Regions from separate parts of the Arachis hypogaea genome. Here region 2 is linked to region 1. The links are chromatin contacts, called in public Hi-C maps. All regions are on one chromosome and are shown on one strand. The core of a region is the stretch at or near the end of the contact, and the rest is flanking DNA. Distances in the headings are between cores, read along the strand shown.

Evidence for each region. Hi-C and Micro-C count contacts between places; a contact is called where the count stands out from the background.
Region 2: a Hi-C map of leaf shows a contact between it and region 1, with 2.1 times the contacts expected there. The contact joins the promoter of LOC112751179 here to the promoter of LOC112751174 in region 1. A contact is called at or near these places in 2 of 8 Hi-C or Micro-C datasets (both in leaf).

Annotation. Positions count from the first base shown.
Region 1 is chr15:147,075,979-147,082,144 of arahy.Tifrunner.gnm2.J5K5, reverse strand. It overlaps LOC112751174, which reads left to right and starts at 3,260. Exons shown (of 13, transcript XM_025800230.3): 1 at 3,260-3,728; 2 at 6,086-6,166.
Region 2 is chr15:147,305,144-147,311,031 of arahy.Tifrunner.gnm2.J5K5, reverse strand. LOC112751179 (trihelix transcription factor ENAP2) reads right to left here and starts at 3,484. Exons shown (of 3, transcript XM_072217184.1): 1 at 2,655-3,484; 2 at 430-2,562. The coding sequence starts at 1,522. The coding sequence ends at 431.

The DNA of each region.
Region 1 (6,166 bases), core at 2,011-4,510:
CCCGCGCTCACCCTAGCTTCTAGCGCAACTTGTTCCTTTTTTTAAGAATGTGATCTTTATAGGACCTTATCTCTAAGTGCAATTCCTATGGTCACAATACAAGAATATAATTGAGAAGAAGCATACCTTCCTCGTTGTTATTCTTGATGTTTATGTGCGTGTCAAAAACATAAAAGATTTTTAGAATTGGTGGCAGAATTGCACTAAAATGGACCACCATATATTTTCCATTATCAAACAAAATGGATGGACATTATAATACTTTCAAGTTATACAAATCCACTTGTTAAAAAGAAAGAAAAGAAACCTTTTTTTTCCTTCAGAACATTGGATCCTACCTAGTTTACGTACATCATAAAATTTATATCAATTTTACAGGCGAACAATGAAATATGCAAACAATATAAATAATGAATTGCATTTCAGACTCACTAACCATTTTTTTTTAAATAAAAAGCTCAACACAACAAAGTGGAGCATCAATATCTCAACAAAAAAATACTAAACAAATAAAATAAACTAATTTCTAAGCATTTTCGACAAAAGCCATTAACAACCCAAAAGATCAAATCTCACTCACTTTACTCTTTGTAACTCTTACTCGACCTGTTAACTACTCCTACAAGGCTGCAACACCTGATTCTTGATTCTTGAAAATTATGTCATTCCTTTTCAACCAAGTGCTCCAAAAGATAACAATGAAACCAAACTCACCAATATTTTATTAATTTGACTATACGATTGACCCTGAACCACGTAAACTTACGGTCATTCATCTCTATATCCACCAGTTCGATAATGCTGTTAACACACTAGCGCCTTTTCTTTCTTCCAATTGCACAATCTCATTGAAGACACCCATGTAGCAAAGAGAAACCTAACATATTTCCGATAAAAATCTCAACTCTTTCCACACAGCAAACTTCTCTTCCCTTATATGCGCACCATACACCAAGCAACCAGTACAAATAAAAATTATTGTTTGTCAATTTAAAATAAGAATTATATCTAATTAATTTAAAATTTAATTTTTAAATAAAAATTAACTTTTTTTAACTTATTATTTAAATTGTAAAAAAAAACATTGTTCCCTATTCAAAGATGTAGCAAAATTGTACAACGTACTTAAGATTCTCATGTATTACAAAATAAGTATGGAGGAAAAAAAAGAGAATAATTTAGAGTATGGAGCTTAAATTTAGGTGGCACACTAACTTTCTCTCTTAAAAAGTAGTACTATATTTGATGTCAGGTTTGATTCCATATACGCATATTTTATCATGAAAAATATTATTTATTCATTTAAATAGTTACATATTATTTAACTTTTATATATACACCATCTATTCCTATTAATTATAATGTAGTAGCATTTTATGATGTGATTATAGTATCTATACTGACTATAAAACTTTAACAATGTATACTTGAAAAATATAGCTAGTTGACTTCAAGAGTAGTTGAAACTTGAAAGAAGAAATCATTAAGTTATCTCAAATAATGATAAAAAAAAAAAAACAATGATTTAACTAATGTTAGTTCCAATGACATGCAATTTTTATAATTAATACAGAATGATTTTATACAAAATCTTAGATATAAGTTTTATTCCAGAAGTTCAAAACCTTGAAAAAAACCTATATTTCTCATGGAAATTTAAAAATTATTGTTACTATGGTAGTGATTTCTCATAAATTATTCACTTGATCCTCAACTAAATATCATAGTTGATTTTCATTAAAATTATTAACACATACATGTTATAAAATAGATAAAATAAAAATAGAAAAGATTTTAGTTAAAAAAAAATTAATAGATGAAATTGAACAATTATTTAAAAATTACTATTGTTAAATTTAGTGTGAAAGTGATATGATAAACTTTGAAAAAAAAAAAGAGAGAAAAATATTTTCAAATTAAAAACTGTTACCAATTACCATATACTTAGAATGGTTAAAACATTGTAGCTTTAAGCACCATAGGTACCACAATCATAGGTAATATAGAAGACACCTTATAAATGTTTTTAGTAATTAAATTTAATAATAATAATAATAATAATAATAATAATAATAATAATAATAATAATAATAATAATAATAATAATAATAATAATAATAGATAAAATACTATTTTAATCTCTAATATTTAGTCTAAATATTATTTTTGTTATTAATGTTTGAAACTTCTTATTCCATCTTATTTTAGTCTTTTAATCAAAATATTTTTTTTTTCAAAAATACTCTTTATCTCTGTTAATATCTCCTTCTTTCTCTTATTGTTTTATCATTTTTATTTTTAAATCACTATAATCACCATTATAACTATTATAATTACTATTTTTACCATTATCTCAAAAGAAATTATAATAAAAAAAGATATATTTAAAAAAAATAAAGTTTTAAGTTTAACCAAAAAATTAAAATAAAATAAAGTGTTTGTAATAAAAATAAAATATTTTAAATATTAAAATAAAATTAAAACTTAATCTAAATATTAGGAATTAAATTAATACTTCCCGATAATAATTACCCTTGCAAACATCAATATTCATTGTGCACTATATATATGTGGCCAAATAGTATAATCATAGATATTATTACAATTACTACTACTAAAAACATCATCATGCTAAGCATGAAACCAATCATAACTTTGGCGTGAAACAAACACCATGTAAAATCTATCTGTACAACTCATTTAATTTGACGCCTGGATGCTGACATGATTATTATACATTATGATTATGATCCTGTCCATGTAGCATGCCAGAGCTAAATTAAATGTTATGCTGCTTTATTTGATCTTATGATAATTTACATTAATTTAGCCAAACTATTATGCTGACCAAATTGATTATTATTAAGCAACATATATATACATACTTTTTTTTTATTATCTACAGTATTTTTTATTTTGACAAGTCAAGAATTAATCCGCTATAAATTTAAATTTTATTTAAGAATTTGTCATTACTGGTTAATAAATTATTGTATATACAAAGTGGAATTCAAATTTTTAACATTTACTTAACCAAATGAGTGAGCTGATCACTCAATCAAACTAAGTAGATTACATATATACATATCATGGTTTAATGAATTAAAGCTATTTGCGTGAGCTTGGTTGTTACATCATCATTTTTGGACCAAGCCACTAAAAGAAGAAAAGAAATAACAATATTATTCATCATTATTATTTTTATTAGGTTAATTGTAGAACATACAAGAGTGTTGTGTTGGGAAAATAGATTTACCTTGAAAGGTATAACAATATGGAGGGGAAAGAAAGAAAGTGCATGAAACCTAATAAGATTATTAGGGTGGGAAAAAAGAAGGAGCAAAAAGCTTAAAAAGCAAAGAAAGAAGAAAAAACCACTAAAAAGCAACAACTACCTCTCTCTTTGTGTCCAAGTCTCCAATAAGCTAAGTAGTGTAACTCATCATCATCATCATCATAATAAATAATAATCATTTTAAGAACCGAACCGCCAAAAGCACAGACAAGTTACAAACACAAAAACATAATAATAATAATCTCTTTGTGTTTTTGTTTGACATATCTCTATCTCTATCTCTCTTTGATCTAAAAGAGAGAGATTGATAGAGAAGGGAAGGTTTGTTATCCATGAAGATTGTTCATGTTATTGCATTGGTGTCTTGATCATCAACTTCATCTCTTCTCTTCTTCATTCCTTTAATTTGGTGTTCCTACCTCTTACATATAAGGTATATATATTCTCACATAAATTTTGTCTCTTTTTCATTTTTGTTGGTTTTTCTATATATTTTGTGTGGGTGTTTGAATAATTTTTATTAGTCAATTCTATATTTCTAGCATGAACTATATAGTATGAAAAAATTTCACATCATAGTGTGTTTCTCATTTCTGAATTCTATTGCAACTCGCAATAATAAGGCTTCAATTTCTGGCTTGTGATTTTTATTTATTTATCTATTTATTAAAAAAAAGGCTATTTATGGATTATTTACTAAGATGTTTTTAAATATCATATAGGAGGTAGGTTTCTATTATAGGCCTTTTCCCTATGATTTTTTTTTTCTACTCACAAATCTCAATAACATAGAATATATCTGTCGAATGAAGTAGGTTTTTTTTCCCCTAAAGAACTGCAAAATGCAAATGTACGATAGATGCCTTTGATGTTTTTTTATTAGCAAGAAAATTAGGAGAATAATAAATAAGAATTTGAAGATTTTATTAATTAATTCGAGCTAATGTATCATCATGCACATATCTTAAAACAAGCAATTATGACGCAATGAAAAATACTTGCTCCTAGGAGTAAGAGAAATTTTACCTCCACCTATATATATATATATATATATATATATATATATATATATATATATGTATAAGTCTTGCACCATTGGAAGTTGGATATAAGTAGTTAAAATTTTAGAATGAAGCATGATTTATTATTATGATGGTGATGTTATGGGAAGGAAAAATTTATTCATTTTTTTTTCTCCATGAAATTGAAAGAATAACTGGCAGAGCTCATCATGCATGTAAGAAAAAAAAAATAATACTAAATAAGAGGAATTTGTGGTAATTGGTAATGCTAAAAGGTCAATGGGTTTTGTGAGAAAAGTATTCCTTGGAAAATAACTCTTACAATTAAGTTATTCAATTTTTTTTTAATAGATATAAACCTATTGGATTGATGGTTGAGGTCTTTTCATCCAAATTGTGCTTTTTTAATGAAATAAATTAAAAATATTATTAAAAGGATGACTCATACTTCATACATATAGCGAAACATATATGGTTGAGTTGGTTTCTGATTTCTTTTGTCTCCTCATAGATACTGAATGGCCATTATTATCCAACTTAATGCACTGATTCAGCATAACTAGTGTTAAAATAATATAAAAGGCTTTAGAATTGATTGATTTTTTTAATGAAAAAGTTTTATACAACTATACACAATTAGGTATAATTTTCCCACACACATCCTTTGGAGTATATATATGTTTAGGCACCATATTTTTTTTTTCTATATTTATATATGTTATCTTATATATTTTTTAACAAATAATCAATTATTAGAATAATTAAATAATGTCATAACAAAATAGTCAAATATTTTTGCAACATCATAATTACTTTTTTATGAATATTAAATATATATTTTTATATAAAAACAAATTAGTTGATTTTTTTATGTATATAAATATGATAAATTCTAATATGACTATGCTATAATGATTATGATTATTATGGAAGTCTTATTAAAATTAAAATTATACTTTATTTTTAATATTTTGGTAATATTTTTTTTAAGCAACACTTTTTAAAAAAAATGTTACTTTAATTTTAATAATATTTTTTAAAACACTATGTAATCATGATAACATAGTCATATTAGAATTATATATATAAAATCACTTTCTGGAATCTAATCAAGTGGGCTTGGATTTTTCTTTTTTCTAATATATAAATTTCGTCTTTTGAGCCTTGCATGAATAATCATGATATCGTGAATGGAACATGCCTTCTTCCACTAAAAATAAGGTGGAGGTTGTGAATTCAATCTCATATAGGTAAGACTTTGATCAACAAAGGAATATTCTAGCTATAGATTTTTTTTTGGGCACGATTGTTTTATCATACAATTTTTTTTCTCCTTTCAGATTATTCTCTCTTTTTCACTTTTTGGTCATGAGTTTTAGGTTAATTTATTGGTTATTAGTGATGGTTGATTATTATGTTGTTAGAGAGAAAATTGATGAAACAAGTACCATACGGTATAGTATAACCGTATAAGATATCATAACGGAATTTTAATTATATGGTAGGCACACCTATAAAAGTAGTATTGGTTTGGAATAATTTTCGGTCCATGATAACAAGCATAATATGGTAAATTGAATGAACAAAAATATTAAAATGATAAATAAATAAATAAAATTTCTATGTCCGGTTGGACCAAAGTGAAAAAAGTTGGTACTATTATTCTCTGAAGTTACGTGAAGATAAAGTCACTAACTCTTATTCCTTTAATTTAAACCCTTCTTTCATTAATTCCTTATGACTATTGAAATAATGGTGTGGAACACAGGACATAGAAGAAGATCATAGTGAGGTGGAGAACAATAAGTTTCTTCTTCTGCTTCTTCTTCTTCTTCTTCTTTCGTGTGCG
Region 2 (5,888 bases), core at 2,235-4,734, 230 kb before region 1:
CTATTTAAAAGACTATTTCCTACCTTCTCCGCCCCAAAAAGAAATTGATCTTAACTTTAAAGGGACACCAACAGTCTCATATCTAACTTGCATGACAGCACCTTAGGTGTTTGATAGCATGTATTTTGTTTCCTTTACTTGGTTCACATGCCGCTTTCTTCATATAGAATGTAACTGTGGTGTCAATTTCATTTGGCAGTGTGATCTAATAATTCTTTTAACATAGAAAGTACATATATAATAATCACTTCAGAAGATAATGTTTTTATATGATAATAAATCCTAACAAATGTCTACAAACAGTGCTTATAACAGAAACAAAAATTCTTTAAACATCTTAGGGAATTATTCCAATCCTAGTTAAGTCCCTATAATGATACAAGATACCATGTTCCAGTGCAAGCAATTACAGTCAAATAGTTAACCAACCTCATTCACTGAGATTCTCGGTAGAAGTGTCGGTTTCATCCTCATCGACATCCTGTATCTTTGCAATCTCGGCCTGAGCCCTCTCCAATATCTGCTTCTTCTGCAACTCCAGCTCTCTATTGAAATCCAACCTCATCTTCTCCAACTCCATCATCTGCTGCCTCTTACTATTCTCAATCTTCTCGTATATCTTCCCAAACTTCTGAATCGAATCTGCCAGCACACGAAACGAACTCTCCTCCTCCTCATCCTCACCACCACCAACACCACTCCTCCTCCTTGCCGCAGAAGCAACCCCAACCCCAACACCATGACCATCTAAACCATCCTCATCCTCATCACTCTCACTCTCACCGGGACTATCCCTCATCTCATCAAACCCATTGGACCTACTAAGGTACACCCTTGTGTTCATGAACACATACTCCCCACCATCGACGCCACAAGCGAGACCATACTCTTGCCGTGTCGACGAAGCCATCAACATGTCCATCTTCTTGAAGAATGCCCACTTGCAAGAACCCAAACCCAACTCTTCAACCTTTCCTTTCTCCTTCTTGTACCTTCTCTTGAGCTTATCCAAAATGCTCTTGCATTGTGCAACGCTCTTATCAGCTTTCAATTCATCAGACACCTTTTCTGAAACTTCAAGCCAATCGTCAGACCTCAAACTTGTCCTCCCAAGTTGCAGGAACTTGTCACCCCAAACCTCAAGCAGCACGAACGTGGCATGCTCTGACCAATCATCGCCGTATGAGTACTTGACACGTGGCGCGAACTCGTATCCTGTCGGAACAGGGGAACCTCCTACCCCGACCTTCCTCTTCTTGAAATACCCGTTTTGGCCCCCGTTACCGCAGTCGTCGTCATCGTCTTCGTTGTTGGTGTTATCAACGACATCGTTTCCGTAGTTTTCGAATTCGGCGTGTTCTTCTTCGTCGTCGTAATCGTCATCGTCTTGGTCCTCGTAGCGAGGGTTGTGGTGGTGGAATGGGGGTGGTCTAATTGGGTGTTTGTGGCGGTGGGAAGGGTTCTGTCGGTTCAAAGGGAAGGATTTTGGAGGGTACCTTGCGTCGTCTTCCATGTCGTCCATGAAATGGGAACGAAACGAACCCCAATCGAATTTTTTGGAGAATTATGTGAAAAGGTGTGGAATTTGGGGGGATTTATTAGAGAATTGAAATTGAGAAAGTAGAGGTAGAAGGAAAAGTGGCAGTAAGAGAGAGATTGGAACGGTTGGGATGAATTGGTTATGGTTAGGGTTTCTGTGTAAAGTGGAATTGGGGATTTTTTTTTTCAGGCTGTGTTTTCTTCTCACTCATTCTGTGCCTCCCTCTCCAGGTTGGTGGTAAAGAAATGGGCCTGATTTGGGCTAACGGAAAGCATGTTTGAAAATGGACCTATGAGAAATTGGGTAAATAACTGATGGACATGAAATCTCAGACCAAAGATAACAATAGAGATTGAAGCTTGAAGCTTTCTTTGCATCATATTCGGCCCAAACAAACATGGGTTTGGATACACATTGTAACACAAAAAAACACTTGTTTCCATGGCTTCACCTGCCTCTACTTCTAGTATCCAATTCCTTCAACCTTCCCGGATAAGAATGTTTAATGTGTAGTATAAGTGAGTCTTGTGATGTTTTTTTTTTTTTTTTTTTTTTTTGTCAAGCGGATTGGACAGCCCATAATCCTATGGGTTTTTTAAACAACAACCAACCTCAGTTGGGATTTGAACCCGGTGCACCTCCTAGCAAGGCAAACATAATTGCCACTCAACCAAGTATTGCGGTGCATAGTCTTGTGATGTTATAATACTTTAAGATTGAGAACTATTTTATCCATTGTGACAGGAGGGAAAAAAAAAAACTCACTCAAGTAATATAAAAACAAATCAGAATTCACAGCAGCCAACAAAATAGAAAAAACAACTCAAGCCACAACAACAGTTCAGTCAAGAAGAAAGAACAGAAAAGCTACATGGAGACTGCCTCAAGGAGAGTGAATAAAAGCAAATGTTGATGCAGTATACCAAAAGCAAACAGGGGAGGGTGCCTTAGCGGTAGTAGTCAGAGATCGGACAGGAAGAATCATCACCGAAACAACAGAGAAGATCAAGGTCTCATCTAGTCTAGTAGCAGAGGCACATGCAGTTAGAAGAGCACTAATTTTAGCAAAAAATCTTCAAATAGAGCAAATAATAATAAAATCCGATAGTCTCACCTTAGTCCAAGCTGTGAAGTCGAAGGCCAGGATTGGGGAGATAGAACCAATTCTTAAAGATATTCAATGGCTCACTGCAAAGATCCCCAAAAGTGGTTTCACATGGATTCCAAGGGAAGGGAACTTTTTGGCGCATCAAGTGGCGAAAAAGTGCTTGGCGGATGAATTATCGGCAGATTGGACATGGAATTTGAAGGGAGATCTAAAACAAATTGCATTTTTAGAGACTCGGGGCTTGAGTAGTTGTATCCGCTGGGGTCGAACCGAGGGCCAAGAAATACAACAAGAGACAGAAAATCTACCCGTTGAAGATGGAAGAAGAAGACAGTGGACCTGATCGGATTTAGCAGGGCAGGTGAATTTCGAAAACGGAAGAAGCCCACAAGTGATGCAATGTCTGGCGGCACAGGAAGAGAGAGAGCAAACCACTTCTTTCAGGCCGGGAGATAAGCGAGAAGCCTCATTGAAACTCGACGGCGAAACGTCTTCAACAGAGACGACAATGGAAGAAAATGCAATGGGTATCGCAGCAATCATTTCAGAAGAACTGGTGGCGACAGATACCAACCGGCGAAGACTTTTTCAATGTCGGCATGTTCGGGCTTCAAGCGACCACGGTGATGCGGGCTACGACGGCGTGGCGGGCGGAAACGGAAGCGGAAGCGACAGAGGCAAGGATGGCAAGTATCATGACACATGCACAGGCGAGGTTGCGGTCAACGAGAATAATATAGGCGACGGCAATGTGGCAAGCAATGGCAATGAAATAGACGACTGCGACGTGATGGGTGGAGACCTGGTAGTAGCGCATCACAAAGAAGATAAAGATTACAATTTGAATTGCATCCGTGTGTTTTAAAATCCGGATCGGATTGGAGTTGGAGCTTCGTTCGTATTTGGATCTGGGCCGAATTGGCGGTTCGGGTCATGACAAAAAAAAAAGTATGCACTATTAAATATGGCGACAAATTTTTTCTACTATAACATTCAACATCTTCCTCTTTTCTTTTTTTTTAACCACAAAAAACGTTCCTGAATTATTCAACGACAAAAATACATTTAAATTTTATTATCGATAAAAATACATTCAAATAATTTAAAAATATGACAAAAATATCCAATAGTAAATATGTATTTTCAAAAAATATCTTAGAAATTGAATTTTGATGTAATTTTTTTCAAACATAATTAAAAAAATGAGATATTATTATTCTTAAAATTTGGTGACTTTTTTCTAAGTATATATTTTTTTGTGATTTTTTAAAAGTATTATTGGTTGTTAACAAAAAAATATAAAAATAATATATACTTAATAAAAAATTACCAAATTTTAAGAATAATAATATCTTATTTTTCTAATCATACTTGTAAAAAATTGCATCAAAATTCAATCTCTAATGTATTTTTTAAGAAATACATATTTAATGTTAGATAATTTTACAAAAAATCTAACATTAAATATGTATTTCTCAAAAAATACATTAGAGATTGAATTTTGATGCGATTTTTTGCAGGCATGATTGAAAAAAATTAGATATTATTATTCTTAAAATTTGATGATTTTTTTTGCTAAGTATATATTTTTTGTAATTTTTTAAAAATTTTCTCAAAAAATACATTAGAGATTGAATTTTGATGCGATTTTTTGCAGGCATGTTTAAAAAAATTAGATATTATTATTCTTAAAATTTTGTGATTTTTTTGCTAAGTATATATTTTTTGTAATTTTTTAAAAATATTATTGGTTGTTAACAAAAAAATTACAAAAATCATATATACTTAACAAAAGTCACCAAATTTTAAGGATAATAATATCTCATTTTCATAATCATGCTTGCAAAAAATCATATCAAAGTTCAATCTCTAAGGTATTTTTTGAAAATATATATTTACTATTGGACATTTTTGTCGTATTTTTAAATTATTTGAAGTCATTTTTTTCGGTAATAAGATTTAGGTGCATTTTTGTGAGCGTTTGAAAAATTCGAAAACGTTTTTGGTAGTTAACCCTTTTTTTTTCGAACACTACAACATTATTTCTCGTTTTTGACACTTTGTCATTATGGCCAACCACTGTCATCGGCCAACTACTACTCTCAGTCATCTTAAATTTTAAATTATAAATTTTAAATCTTAAATTATAAACACTTCTTAAAAAAATAACTTAAACAATAAATGCTTATTGTAGAGTCTGCAGTGAAATTTGGACTTCTAATAGATACAAAGTAATATGAAATTGAACACTACCCACAATAATACACTAACTATAACAAACACAATATGAGAAAATATGATGTGAATTAATTTTCTTTCTTATTTTTTATGATATTTCAATTACAATGCTACAGAAATATATATAGTATCATCTATGCTATAATTTCAATGATCAAGAATAAAATCCTCCTATGAAAACTCCCTACAAGTTCTGTCCTATTAAAAACTCCTTGCAAACCTTATTTTACTCCCTAAGTTTGCTCTTAGCCTTCCTATATTCTCACAATTCTCCACTTCGGTCACAATTTGAAAAACTGACTCAAATTTTGAACGAACAAAATTGTAGTACTCGTATCTGGTTGCATCATCTTGACAACGACTGCCTATGTACCATTTACCAAGATCAAACGAAACGTAGTTCCTTTATTCGCCATGTAATACTTAACATGGAATAATGTTGAGCAAATCCAAGCAATGCTGGAATTTGTTTTTCGACACTACTTTAGTCAACATGTCTGCGGAATTTTCATATGTGTACTTTTATAAGAGAAATATTGCCTTTCTCTATAACATCACGCACGAAGTGATATCTTACATCAATATGCTTGGTACGAGCATGATGAATTTGATTTTTTGCCAAATGAATTGCACTTTGACTATCACAACTCAAATTCACACAATCTTGCTGAAATCCCAAATCATCTAGAAGACCCCTTAGCCACAATGCTTCTTTCACCCCTTCTGCTACTGCCATGTACTCAGCCTCTGTAGTAGATAGTGCCACTGTAGCTTGTAACATCGATCGCCAACTAACTGGAGCACCTTGTATTTTATATACATAACCGGTCATAGAACGTCTTCTGTCTAGATCACCAGCATAATCAAAATCAACAAAACCGCTGATTTGACATGATTTTCCACTAAAGCATAAACCTTTGTCAATGGTACCTTTCAAGTACTTTAATATCCACTTGACTGCTTCCCAGTGTGCCTTACCTGGATTTGCCATGAACCTGCTAA